2 separate regions of the Mus musculus genome follow, and region 1 is linked to region 2. Evidence: chromatin contacts called from public promoter capture Hi-C data. All regions are on one chromosome and are shown on one strand. The core of a region is the stretch at or near the end of the contact, and the rest is flanking DNA. Distances in the headings are between cores, read along the strand shown. Region 1 has its middle 21 kb from the start of Fam241b. Region 2 holds the start of Col13a1 (collagen, type XIII, alpha 1).

What was found. Promoter capture Hi-C pulls out the DNA fragments that hold promoters and counts their contacts.
Region 1: a contact with region 2 is called in a promoter capture Hi-C map of hippocampal neurons, with 2.8 times the contacts expected there. The contact joins the enhancer-like site here to the promoter of Col13a1 in region 2. A contact is called at or near these places in 17 of 39 promoter capture datasets (the C10 cell line, the HPC-7 cell line, cranial neural crest and 10 more), 37 of 484 Hi-C or Micro-C datasets (the C10 cell line, the C2C12 cell line, CD8 T cells and 26 more), 9 of 115 datasets of contacts at active chromatin or transcription factors (craniofacial prominence, embryonic stem cells, neural tube and 1 more) and 2 of 9 other capture datasets (adipose tissue and pancreatic islet).

The regions. Positions count from the first base shown.
Region 1 is chr10:62,087,775-62,092,190 of GRCm38.p6, reverse strand. No RefSeq gene overlaps it. Among named protein-coding and RNA genes, the nearest start is that of Fam241b, 21 kb to the left of the region's middle. Within about 2 kb of position 2,965, at least 12 of the 459 cell types and tissues checked have an H3K27ac peak or open chromatin away from gene starts, as enhancers often do. A contact at or near this core is called in hippocampal neurons, where this site is marked.
Region 2 is chr10:61,977,835-61,981,819 of GRCm38.p6, reverse strand. It overlaps Col13a1 (collagen, type XIII, alpha 1), which reads left to right and starts at 2,712. Exons shown (of 41, transcript NM_007731.3): 1 at 2,712-3,471. The coding sequence starts at 3,184.

The DNA of each region.
Region 1 (4,416 bases), core at 1,716-4,215, 110 kb before region 2:
CCTACTTCATTATGAATAACAGTGTTTCTTATCATGCATAGAACTTTTCTGCTCTTATAGAAACAGTGGTTAATCATGGGCAATATGACCGAGGAGCAATGGAGCAGTGGGTAATATATTTGCTGGCAAGACTGATGACCTTGGTTCCAGCCTTGAAGCCCATGAGATGGTGGAGAAGAACCAACTCCAGAAAGGTGTCTTCTAAACTCCACAAACACACTGTGCTGCGATGTGAACATGGCCCCCGATGGTGATGATGATGATGATACATCAAAAATTAAATATGGAAAACAAAGACGATGTTTTTCCTGTTGTCATTCCTCAGCACACCTCAAGTCAGTGCATCTTTGGATGGTGTCATGTTAAAATGTTGGGTTTTACAAATTGCAGTTTGGGTTGTAGGAAGTCGCCCTCACATTCACCGTTGCAAGATGGCGCTGACATCCTGTGTTCTAAGTGGTAAACAAATAATCTGCGCATGTGCCAAGGTTAGTTCCCCACCCCATGTGCTCTGCCTTCCCCGTGACGACAACTCGGCCGATGGGCTGCAGCCAATCAGGGAGTAATACGTCCTAGGTGGAGAATAATTCTCCTTAAAAAGGGACGGGGTTTCGCCATTCTCTCTCTTGCTTTTGCTCTTGCACTCTTGCTTTAGCTCTTGCACTCTTACGCTCTTGTGCTCTGGCTCCTAAAGATGTAAGCAATAGAGCTCTTGCTCTCTTGCACTCTTGCTCCTAAAGATGTAAGCAATAAAGCTTTTGCCGCAGAAGATTCCGGTTTGCTGCGTTCTTCCTGGCCGGTCACGAGAACTCGTGTAAGATTGGGTTGCTGAAAAATTTCATTAAAACAAAAATCATGGTGTTGGAGAGTTGACTCAACAGTGAAGAGCACTTGTTGCTCTTGCAGAAGACCAATCCCCAGCACCCACATGGCAGCTCATATCCGTCTGTCGCTCCATTTCCAGGGGATCTAATACCCTCTTCTGACCTCTGCAGGTGCCAGGCATGCATGTGGTACACGTGGGTACGTGCAAACAAAACACATTACCATAAAAATACTATAGTAAATTAAATAAATGTTGGCTTGAGATTTAGGCAGAATTTCAAATCATTTCTGAAGTTATTCTAAAATGCTTCTGTAATTTTGTACGTTGAACTCATATGTCATGACCAGTTTTGGCAGTTAAAGTCAAAATTTTGGTCAACTCTGAAATACATTGAGGATCCCCTGTAGGATAAAGTTTTTGCAGCCTATTGTTTTGTTTTTTGTTTTGTTTTGTTTTGTTTTTTGAGACAGGGTTTCTCTGTGTAGTCCTGGCTGTCTTGGAACTCACTTTGTAGACCAGGCTGGCCTCGAACTCAGAAATCTGCCTGCCTCTGCCTCCCAAGTGCTGGGATTAAAGGCATGCACCACCACCTCCCGGTGCAGCCTACTTTTAATAAGGGTTCAACCTCTCCTCTAGCCCACCACCCAGCAGAGGTAGCAGAAGACAAAAGTTATTAGGATATGGGGGAAGTGGACCTGTTAGCAATAGTCCTTGGGGGCAAGCTGGATCTTCTTGGGCAGCAGTTCAGTCCTGTAGCAAATACCAAACACAACTTTGCAGCTGCAGACCAGTCCTCTAGGCAGGCAGGCAGACGACACCAGGCACGAACCAGCAGCTACAGTCCAGTCCTTTCAGCAAGCAGATACCAGGCAGCTGTAGTTTAATCCCGAAGAAACCGTCAGGCTTGCCAACCAGCCTGAGGCAAGGCCACATAAGTGCCAAGCTGCCACAGGAACCTCACGTGCAGTTCTCGGGCAAGTTTCTCTCAATGGCAACATTACCACAAGTTGAGCTCAACAATCCTATGCAAGGCGAACCAATATATCCTGTCTTTAGCAAACAATAGCAAGGCGGAGCAAACCAAACCAAGGCTCAGTGCTTTCCCACTGTCTGTGGGGTCATATTTATACTCTTTCATCAAGAGTCTTTTCACGTATCTGCTACATCCAAACATCCTTTCACCTGCATCTGCTTCAGGAAATAGTCTTTCCCATGTCTGTTCTTCAAAACATCCTTTCTCCTGTGTCTGCTTCAGGAGAGCATACAGTCTTTCCCCTGTGTCTGCTTTAGCAAGACATCCTTTCCCCTGTGTGTCCCAGTGAAACATTTCACATAACTGACTTTCCAGAGAACTAGAATCTTATATTGTCCTGCACTGCCAAAATTTAATTCCTTATGTAAAACAAACAGGCACTTCTGTGTGTACATTTTCTTTCATCTTTAATAAATATTAAAATGACATGCATTTGAAGAATTGTTTTAAGATATTTTTATAACTCCTTATCAGCAGATGTTTGAATGACTTGTATTATATATTATATACCTATATGTTCTATTTGTATTATATGCTACATGCCCAGTGTGGGAAATCCCTGCTAGTTAAAGTTGAAGTCTACCATTGTCCAGATAGCCTTCTGGGTTCAATGCATATTTAATTTTTTACTAACAGGGCTCCCTTCTCTGACCTTAGCCCCCACATGCCTCTACCTGCAGGATGTCACAAAGCCTTGGTTCAGATTACAGGTTCAACTTCCTTCCCCCATAAGAACCCATTCAGCTAGGGTCTGAGATTCCTGAAATGCTTCCCAGTGCTAATGAGGCATCTCAGAATCTTAAGCCTTCAGCCCATCCTGGATACCCCTACTTTTCTATCCCCCAAACTATATAAGCTTTGAATCACCCCCAAATAAAGTTGATCTGACTCCTAACAGCTGGTCCTGGCATCGCCATTACTGTATGTACTCACGGGGCTTCCAAACCCACCCTATCCAGGAAGGGAATCATGAGAGGAAAGAGTTTAAGATGCCCTGATGGGAGTGGTGGGCGGTCGCTGGAATTGGCAGTGCTGGGCTGTGGGAGGGCGGCTGCTGCTGGGCTGTGGCTGGGCTGTGGGAGGGAGGCTGCTGCTGGGCTGTGGCTGCCTCTGTGAAATCAGCTAGAGCAGAGATCGATTGCTCAGAGATCTATTGCTCAGATCCATCAGGTTAGCCTAGGATCTTCAGATGGGATCTCTCAGCCTGGTGCGGCCCTGAAGTTCAGGGAAGAATGACTACCAAGCCACCATTCTGATCCCCTGTGCTTTGTACCCCGGGGCAGGAAACAGATGAAGGAGAGGAACAAGCCAGAGCTAACGGAGAGACGGGAAAGGGCTGGGAAACAGACTCAAAGGGAGGAAGGGGACCCATGGAGGACACACAGATATACCAGCAGCTCAGCCTGGAGCTCTGGATCCAACTGACTGAGCTCCGTAGCTCTGAGAGCCAGGAGAGTCCCTGGGCCCTTCAGTTCTCATGGATTCTAAAGGAAATGGTAAACACAGCTCTGTGGCTCACTCCTGTAATCCTAGAACCCGGGAAGCTGGGGCAGAAGGATCAGGAGTCAAGGCTAGCCTGCACAGCAAGTTCTGGACTAGCCTGTGCTACATAGGGAGACTCTGTTTTTCTAAAAGACAGAATTAAAAGCTCAGTGAATGTGCCCTGGGATGACTCCAAGGAAAAACACCAGGCACACCATTCAAACCTTCAAAGAGCCCAGCCTTGGCTCGTGCCATGACTCATGGTTACTCCTGATTCCATGGAAGAGCAGAGCCTCCACACTTATATAAAGTCATCGGGGCAGCAAGATACCCTGTTGGGCTCAGCTCGTGCCAAGCTCCTGAGGGCTCCTTGAAACTTCCGACCTGGTTTAACAGTACTGCCTGGGTCTTCTGCCTGTCCTTGGATCATGGACCTTTGCAGACATAACCCAGGAGAGCAAACAATGGGTTTTCTGGTCGGGGAGAACCTTCTTTTTAACCAGGAGGGTCATAGGGAGGGCTAGGGATTCAGAAAAGACCAAGTCATGTGACCCACCAGGATCCCAGAACCAAGCCATCATGGAGGACGCTCACCAGGGCCTTGGCATGCCCAGCTTGCCTCAGAAGCTCTGCGTAGGGACCTTGGAGTTCACACCAGAAGTTTGGAGACCCTTTTAGATATAGGATGGGCAGGCTTGGGTGGAAGCCTGTACTTGGGTTCTGACTATCCTCTCAGCAGCCCAGACCCTGGGAACACTCCAGTGTGACTGTCCCCTTTACTCTGCCCCTGTGTCTGGTACCTAAGCCATTTCTCTTCCATGTACATATCCAGCATCCATAGGGCGTGTCTTTCCCGGTTTTCATTGCCATTCTGTGAGCATGCCCGAGATGGCAGATGCCTCTTCCTGAGCTCCACCACAGGGCATAGGGGCCAGGAGAAGCTGATGGTTGTTGCATCAGATCATCGGGAGCCATGAGGACTAAGTCATAACTGCTGACCCAGGCTGTACTGTTATACCAGGTCAGAAGTTTCAAGGAGCTCTCAGGAGCTTGGCACCAGCTGAGCCCAACAGGA
Region 2 (3,985 bases), core at 1,463-3,962:
TCATTTGAGTTGTTTACCTTCCTGATTAAGGAGCTTCCCTGTAGGACGAAATGTTTCAGAAATGTTTCAATCTGGGAGGAAACTGTTACCCAAGCTGTGACTGCAGATCAAAGTCAGTTCTTTCGTTAGGATTGGAAGCCCCCTACTTTGCTACAAAGCAGAAATTCCTAGTGACCTTTTCCAGACCATCACATCCCTGCTGTATTGCCTGGACATCCCTGAAGGTCCTTTCTTCTTCAGTGTCTTCTCGTTCATGGCTCTCATGTATCAGCTGTATGGGCACATGGCTTAGCTGCTTCTCACCTCTGAGTCCTTAGATGCTAGGACTCAAACCAAGCCTAATTTTGTTCCAACATTGATCCAAGGGGAAATGATGCCTAAAATAGAAAAATAGAACAAAAACCAAGCCACCCCTGCCCCAAAGAACCTCCAGAGGAAGATATTGAGACAATGCAGAAGAAACGGTAAGGGGGTCCCTCAGCTCAGTCAAAGCTCACTTGTTGCAAAACTCCCTCCAGCTATGGAGAGGTGCACACTGTCTGTCATCATTTTGTCCTCCTGGGTCCAATTTTTTTCCCATTCTGTAGATGGAGGAGGCAGCAGGGGTGTGTGTGTCAGCCTGCACCTGCAGCCATGAGCTCCTATGAGATACTACTTACTTACTGAGTGCCTACTGTCTGCGTTACATTCACCTCTTCTTTAAATCCTCCTGAAAAATCTAGATCCTTTATTATAAGCCCATTTTATTTAGTTAGCTTTTCTTTGAAATGAGATCTCATATAGCCCTCGCTGCCCTCAAACTCACCATGTGACCACGAATGACCTTGAATTTACCATCCCCCTGCCTCTGCCTTCCAAGTGCATGGATTACAGACTCGTACCACTACACCTGGTTTATTTTAAACCCACCATCGGAAAAGGGCTTTTTTTTCATTCATTTTTCTGACTGCATGGGGTCACTTAGAGCCTTGGGTTTGAACTTTTTTTTTCCATTGCGAGGCTCAACTCAGGCTACCACACCAAGGCTACCTGAGTCTTGAAACACCAATCTCAAAAATACTTCAGGCCCGAAATGTTTTCAGTTTTGCTGTGTCAGTTCAAACGGCATTTCAGACTGATCCGGGCAGGGCGTGAAGAAGCCTCAACTTGCTCAATTTCCTGTAGTGAACACTGCTGCTGAGAAACTCTCCAGCGCCCCCTAGTGGTTCTGAGTGCCTCTGAGTTCTCAGGCATTTGTACTGGGAGGAGATATCCCTTGACCAGGCTGGAGACCCAGAGGCCTGTTTGTTAATGAGACACATCAAGGAAATCTTGACATTGGGACTTCCTGGGCACCAGTCCTGTCAGCTGCATTGCTTTCTAGCCTCGTAGTAGTTCTCCGTGGTATCCAACTACCTAGCAGTCAGTCTTACATTAAGTCTATATAAGTACTGTATTACAAGCTCCCATTCCGTTAGGTGTGCACTCCACACTAATGTTTGCATTGCATATAACGCTCCTTCTCACTGGTCAACATGCAAAATGTAAAGTTTGCCTTGTTACTAGGAAAGGACGCTCACTCCCACACCTCTGTCACCCCCCACTTCCGGTTCACAGTTCAAGGGCCAGCCTACCCTCCCCTGCCCGATGCTTCAGCCCCACCACCTCATTTTCAGGAGTGTCTAGAGGCACAAGGAAATGAAAAGTCTACTGACAAACGTCACTCAAAGTGGGGAGCGGGGGTAGAAAAGAGAGGAAAATACCAAATGCAGAACTCCCAAAGACCACTAGCTCGTGGCAGTCAAGGAAGCCACCACAGGGTTAGCTTTGAGGTGGATAAGGGGAGATGGAGTGTGTATGTATGAGAACTGCCCGCCTTTGATGGCTTGCAATCCTAGGTTGGCTAGTCTGCTATGCGTCTCAGCTCAACATAAATAAGAGTCCCGCCCCCCTCCCCGCACCCGCCCGCGCCTGTTAGACATCCTAGGATAAACCCGGGCGATGGGCGTGACCCCTGATAAATTTCTGTTCTGTAGGTCTTTAGGTTTAGTTCTGAAAGAGAAAAGGTGGGGGGGGGGGTCAATACCGCTGCCCCGAGGCGCTGGGTTTACCACTCTGAGCGAATCTGTGGTTGGTGGCATGGTCCCACCAGAGACACCTGCAAAGAGCAGGGCCCTGGGTAGAAATGGTGAGGGAGAGATTGTCTGCTGTCACTGCAGATCTCCCAACTCAGGACGTACAGGACCAAGCAGGCGTCCAGACAGTGATTCAACAGGTTGCCCGCAGGGTCCCCCACACCCACCACCACCCACCACCCAGGCCCTAGGAAAGAGGAGTGCTGTGGTGCGGTGCATTGGGTGGCAGGAGGGTCCCCGATGTTCTGGGAAAGCGGGGTGCTGTGATGCCAGGTCCCTATGTCTTTGAGGTCTTGAGTGTGAATCTTTGGACGGGAAAAGGAGCGCAGCCTCCGCTCCACCCCATACCCCCTCCCCGCCTATAAATAACCCCAAGTGTCACTTCAAAGGGCACCAGGAGCCCCGGACGGGGGCTACCGAGGTCGGCGGGGCCCCGCACACCACGCCCCCCACCCCAGGCGACTTTGCATAAATAAACAAACCCCAGCCGCAGCCCCGCAGGAGGCGGAGGAGGAGCGGGAGGAGGGCGAGGGAGGGGCGCAGGAGATTAGTTTGGGAAGTAGCGCCCGGCGCTCATCCGATCCGCGCGGCCGCGCCGGCTGTGTCAAGTTACAGAGGCGCCAGAATCGGCCCCAGCGCGGCTCACTGCAGCCACGACCCACCTCTGCCCATGGGGCCCTGCATGCGTGCCCCTTCGCCCGGGGACTGACACCCGTTCTCCCCGGAGACACAAAACACCCAGAAGGACCCCGAGCGTCGCACCAGCCCGAGAACTCTGCAGAAGAGAGAAGGGAAAGAGTGGGGAGCGGGGCCAGATCCCCGAACTTGGAACATTCTTCGAAATAACTTTTTTCTTACTTTGGCGTACTCCGATCGCGTCTGCTGGTGGCTCTTGGCTGCTCCCGACTCCGACTGCTCATTTTCGGTCCTCTTTGGCGAGCAAAGGAAAGGGACGTCCTCTAGCCACGTTAACCCCCTTTCCCCTTGCCTCTCAGTTTGGATCGCGCCTCTTGGATCTCGTTTTTATTTATTCTATTTATTTATTTATTGGCTCTCAAGACGCGAGGGCATGGTGGCGGAGCGCACCCGCAAAGCGGCAGCCTCTGGCAGCCGCGGCCCTGGGGAGCTGGGCGCTCCGGGGCCCGGGACAGTGGCGCTGGCTGAGCAGTGCGCTAGGCTGCCGAGCCCCGGGTGCTGCGGACTGCTGGCTCTAGCGCTGTGTTCGCTGGCGCTCAGCCTGCTCGCCCACTTTCGGACCGCGGAGCTGCAGGCCCGGGTGCTGCGCTTGGAAGCAGAGCGCGGGGAGCAGCAGATGGAGAAAGCTATTTTGGGACGAGTCAACCAACTGCTGGACGAGGTTTGTGCCCTTTGTTGCTGCCTTTTATCCCCACCCCGAGGCGCCCCCTCGCGCAGTCCCGGGACTCCACGGGCCGGCACGGGCCGGCGCTCTTTTGCACGCTCGCCCAGGTTGCCTGTCCTAGAACTGTGGGTAGGGATCGCTGCTGAGCTGCCAGGTATTCAGAGCACCATGCGCGGGACCTCCCAGCTCCGGGAGACCCCGGGGTCTTGCGCTGGGGGCGCCCTACGCGCGCGGCGGTCAGGTGGAGAAAAGCAGGGCGCGCAAAAGGTGCGCAGAGGCCGCCAGGGCTGGTTGCGGGAAATAGTCTGGGTGCACGCTTGCAGGGGGGCTCTGGTGGCCCTGTCCGCTCCACGAGGGTGAGTGCTGCCTGGTTTTATGGTCACATTTGGAAGCAGGGAAAGAGAGTGAGCCATTTAAGGACCTAAAGGGACAATTTCTAAAGTGGATTGCTCTTTGCTGGTCCCTGTTTGCTGTTTCTGGCCCCTAGGGCCCAAGTGTGAGTTTCCTGGCT